Regions from separate parts of the Arachis hypogaea genome. Here region 1 is linked to region 2. Evidence: chromatin contacts called from public Hi-C data. All regions are on one chromosome and are shown on one strand. Each heading gives the region's core, a stretch centred on a gene start, on an enhancer-like site or on the middle of the called end of the contact. The rest is flanking DNA. Distances are from core to core; before and after follow the strand shown.

Region 1 (2,791 bases), core at 283-2,782, 39 kb after region 2:
ACACTATAATTTAGATTGAATTAAATTTTATTTTAAAATAAATCAAACTGATATAATTTAAGCAACAATAAATTATGTATATAATTTAGATCGAATGATTTTTTTTTTCAATACCAAAACCACACCGGTAAACATCATAACTAGTTTATATGCTAATAGAAAAAGTATAGGGGAATAATATTTTTTCTGAACAATATAAATAATAGGTTAAAAAAGAAAAGTTAATTTTAATGTTTAAAATTCAAATTTTGAATGAATTAGATTTAATCATAATTTTGAATTTTTTTTATTTTTATTGCAATTGCTCTCTCACAATCCTGTGCTACTACCGTCGCTGCTGTATCGCGACCTCGGTGCCTCGCAGCTGCTATTTCGTTACTTGTTTGTTATCAACTAAGTCGGATGTTCATTTTACCATGTATGCGGATAGTTCTTTTCATTTTAAAGTGGGTTATATCATTGGTATTTTACTTGATTTCTTTGATTCTACATGCACATACTTCGCAACATGTTCATTTTACTATGTATATAGATAATTCTTTTCACTAAAATGTGGATGTTTATTTGGGTCATATTGGGTAAACGAAGTAAAGCGACACGCGATGGAAATGGCGAAGACACAACGCAGCGGCGTGGAAGCAAGGGAAGATGTGCAGCATTGGAGCAGCGACGGAACAAGGTTTCTGGCTTGGCAATGGTGTGACGTCATGGAGGGAAGAAGAAGGCGCACAGTGGCAGCATTGCTTGCAGAAAAACAGGGACGGTGCGACACATGGGAGAAGAAGGTGCAGCGACGACGTCGAGAGCAGGAGACGTGATGCAAGGAAGAAGAAGGTGCAGTGGCAACGTCGGTTGCAGGGAGCACAAAGACGGCGCGACGCATGAGAGAAGAAGGTGCAGCGGCAGTACGACATATTGCTTCTTTAGACGATGATAGCGAGAGTGAAGTGCGTTGATGACGGCACAACAGAAAAGGAGGAGTGAAGCGGTTGTAGAAAAAGAAAAAAAGATAGAAGGTGAGAGATTAAAATTGTGGTGAATAAATAGAGTAAAATATTTTTTGTTTTAGTGGATAAAAATGTAGTCTCACATTATTTGTATCCCTCATTATCTATCTAGTATAATTTATGACAATATAGAATATGAATAATATGTGCAAGAAAATTTTATTGTAAATTATATGTAACCTACTCATCATAGCTTTGTATTTGAGGGGGAAAAAGTTGGCATTTTCTACAAATTGTGTCAATTCAGTGATCAGTAATCAATGCCTTCAAACTACCGCAAAGAAATTCTAACAGCAGTGATAATAATAAGCATAGTTCACAAATTCTATTTGTACAAAAGATAAAATTGTCTATGAAAAAGGAAAAGGTTCTGTAAGAACAATAATCTTAGGTGGCTTTATTTATACAAATAAAGAAAAGTAATTAGAAAACACTTAAGTGCATAAAAAAATCAATAGCCGCTAATAAAGTCAAAATAAACAAGGAGGCGCTCCAACTATTATTTAAACATGCCAGTGAGTTTGGTAGAATGTTAAATTCCCCCCATAATAATTTCACACTGCATAAGAATTAAGATTTGGCCAACTCAAATTCTATACGGGCTTCGCTCTGTGCACAGTGCACACTGAGTTGCTGCGTACCAGACAATTTTTATTCATAGTAGCTAAGGTGTTCGATAAAATGTCTGACACAAGAATCATTGTGATTAAGCTTGACCCTTCTTCTCAATTTTCTGTTCTGAAACAGTAAATCAAATAAGAGTCTCTCCGGTGACCATGATCCCGAGCAACACCACACGAAGGTAACTCTTCTTCCAATTATCATATTCATTCTGCAGTAAAGTGCACTACACTAATGACAATAGCACCTTTGCGCTCACTTTAAGAAAAGGGTTCTGCTTCAAGTTTCCAAACCTTTTTCTTCATAGCAAACCTTGCTTTGGGTTAATTGTGATTGTGTTACCTTGTTCCATTTCAATTTGGTTGAGCACCACTTTGACCCGCTTTTTGTGTTGCTACAACAAAGCCCCACACACTCACACACACTCTCTCTCTTCACATGATGCAAATGCATTTTACAAAAGCAGAGATTTTTAAAAATGGAAGAAATCTCTTTCTTTTGCGTACATTCGCAGGAAGAAAAAGAAAAGGAGAAAGAAATAAAACTCTGACCGAGACATTACTTTCACTTCGTCAGAGAGAGAGAGAGAGCACCGCATTCAAAAAAATTCCCCTTTTCTTCTTGTCCTTGCACTCTGCAAAACAAGACAACAAACACATCATTTCCTTCTTAAAAATTCCTTCTTTGTCTCCAACTCCGTAACCTCAGATTCCTTTTGTTTCCCTCTTTGTTGCTCAGAACTCAGAACTTTCTTTAACTTGTTGAAATTTTCAATTTTGGGCTTGTTTGATCACTTTAACGTGATATGGGTTTGCACTAAAATTAGTCCACCTCTAATTTTCAATTCTTTCATTATCTTTTTTCTTTTCTTATTGGCTAATGGGGATTTTTTTCCTTTCTGAATTTCAAGTTATGTAGTATGTACATGCCTCTCCAGATTCTCAATTGCCCAGTAATTGGAATATACTTTGGTTTTGAAATTTCTGCATAGTGAAAATCTTCTTGATCATTTTAGCAGTAGCTGTTATTATGGGTAGTGGTAATGGTAGAGTTGATGTTGTGAGTGGCAAGGGATGCTCAAGGCTGTTTTCATCTTCGTTCAGAGCTTTGCAGCCATTGGAGCCAATGTCTTCTGTTTCGTCCTCCCCACATATTCGATCAAA
Region 2 (2,700 bases), core at 103-2,602:
GCAAAATTGTAAAACCATGAGCTGGTAATAGAAAGAGATGTGAGACGCCCTGATATTCAACATATTTCTAATGTCAAAATTGATTCTTAGGTTCTAATATGGGAGATTTAAGTTCTTGTTACCATTTTAACTAATTTGGATTGGTCTAATAGTTAGTTTACTGGTCCACTTAAAGTGTTGGGAGTTTGAATTTTACTTTGTCCACACAACAATTCATTGGTTAGCACAAATTCTTAGGCTATGTTTGGTTAGAAGGAAAGAAATACAGAAGAAAGAAATAGAAAGGAAAGAAAGAAAAGGAAAGAAATTGAGTGGATTTTTATTTTCTTTAGATGTGTTTGGATGAAAGGAAAATAAGAAGGAAAGAAATGGTATAAAAAGACAATTTTACCCTTATATTATAAAATATATTGAAAAAAGTAAAGGGGTAATATTGGAAATAGAGAGAGATTCCATTTTCTCTCCATTGTTGGAGAGAAAGAAAATTGGTGGGTCCCACCAATATTTTTCCATTCATTTTTTTTCCTCTCCCATTTCTCTCCTCAACCAAACAAAGGAAAATAACTATTTTCCTTCCAATTTCTTTCCCTTCCTTTTCTTTCCTCCTATTTTCACCTCAAACAAACACACCATTAAAGTTTCGATTTGGAATGGATTAGTCTTTTTAGTCTGCCCAGTTAGAAAATACTGTGGCATGGAAAAACCAAAAAAGGTTCTTATTATCCATTTAACTCGTGCCTCCTTTATTAAAACAAACTTGAAAAAAAAAACTGTTATATAACATACTTTATATTAAAATTTATTTTATCTAAATTTCATCAAAACTGATAAATTTTTAGTTAACTTTATAAAACAAACTCATGTTTTCTTGATCTAGTGTATAGTCCAATAAATCAAACATAATAAGTATACATGTCTAAAGGTTATAATAATAACAACAAAGTCTTATCCTATTAAGTAAGGTCGGCTATATGAATCTAACAATATCATTGCACCTTATCATGTATTATGTCTACAATAAAATTGTTGACACTGGATCTCTTTTAACAACCTAATGTATGGTCTTTTTAAATATTTTTTAACTACATGTATGATTTTTTTAAGTATTTCTCTACCATTTGCCATTGTGTGAATGATTATCCTAATAAAAACAATTTGCTAGTTGGGACCTGGAATAACCGGAAAGGATTGAAAACCTTACTTTTGTGGGGGTAATGGTAATGTGATGATATCCATAAGGGTGGCCCTCACTGGCTCACTTATCACTTATGTAAATGTCATTGCGAGACTAACACCATGTCCATGGCATGTGCTGCTTTGCATGTCTCTTACTGTTTGGAATAATGTGTACTGCACAATGCACATCACGTTTGTGTAGGTCAGCAAAGTGCAATTTGCAGAGGAATACTTTACTGGAGTAAGAGGACTCTCTTGTCCAAATTAAACCATTATTATAGGACTGTAGTAGCCTAGTAGGGGCTGCGCTCCTCAACAGTGTATGTTAAGTTTAATTACTTCCTCAAATTCAAAAGGCAAAAATAATGCTATTAGAATAGACCTGCATTTTGGCTGTAGTATTGAATTAATTAGTGCCTTATTAGCTTGCACAATCAGGTATGGTTACAAACATAGTAATCACTATTCTATTTTATGTAAACCATCATTTATTCAGTATTTACAACTGTTAGATGAAAAGGAATATATATCTCTAGAATATATTAATTATATTATATAGTATACATAAATACTATATATATTACTTAGTGATATATATAATAATTATCCTTAACTGTTACTTTTTAATTTAATTGAATAATAATATGAATTAAATTTAATTGATAAAAAAGTTTAAAATTTTGTTTAGTAGCATATCAAAATTAATTTAAATTTTATAATGGTTGGTGATAAATGACAATTTGAAATAAAAAATCAATTCAAAATGTAATAATTATAAAAAATAAAATTATTCATAAATTAGACTATAAGTAATAAAAACATTCCATTGAATTTTATTCACCTAATTTCATATAATTATTTTTTATTTTTATTTTTAAATAGTTATTTTGTTTATTTTATTTTATCTTTTTTAAGTTATACTTAAATACTATGGTATAATGATAAAACTATTAGATAAAATACAAGTATGAATATTATTAATATTTTGATAATTAAAAATGACATTTAATTTTTTAATTTTATTTTTCATGAATCATGACAGCATGTATTTTTAACAATATTATTATAACTAAATGATATTAAAAAATATAAATTGTTAAAAAAAAGAAGTGATATATAAGCGACAAAAATACTATATAACTTATGAATACAATTACTCAAAGAAATAAAAAAAATTAATGAATACAATTACACAATTACCTAATACATACTTTTAATAAATTAAAAAAATAAAAATAAAAATTATGGTCATCCATCAAATTTCAGTTGTGCAAAAAATTAGTAAGAATGAAGAGGGAGAAAAAGAAAGAGAAAGTAATATGAGATTATGTGAGAGAAAATAAAGAAAATGTGTTAAGTGTATATTGATTTATACAGTAAATATAAAAATGAATGATAGTATGAAAAGAGAAGAAAAGGAATTAGATTTTAATCAAATTTATAACTATTTAAAAAAATTAACATTAACATTGAAAGTAATAGTATAACCTATATAAAAATAATGTACAAGAGAATACAAAAAGT

What was found. A called contact is a pair of places that touch in the nucleus more often than the background predicts.
Region 1: a contact with region 2 is called in a Hi-C map of leaf, with 4 times the contacts expected there. The contact joins the promoter of LOC112716047 here to the enhancer-like site in region 2. A contact is called at or near these places in 3 of 8 Hi-C or Micro-C datasets (all in leaf).

Annotation. Positions count from the first base shown.
Region 1 is chr10:96,974,683-96,977,473 of arahy.Tifrunner.gnm2.J5K5, forward strand. LOC112716047 reads left to right here and starts at 1,533. Exons shown (of 11, transcript XM_025767886.2): 1 at 1,533-1,809; 2 at 2,647-2,791. The coding sequence starts at 2,658.
Region 2 is chr10:96,935,914-96,938,613 of arahy.Tifrunner.gnm2.J5K5, forward strand. No RefSeq gene overlaps it. Among protein-coding and RNA genes, the nearest start is that of LOC112716044, 10 kb to the left of the region's middle. Within about 2 kb of position 1,353, at least 2 of the 3 cell types and tissues checked have open chromatin away from gene starts, as enhancers often do.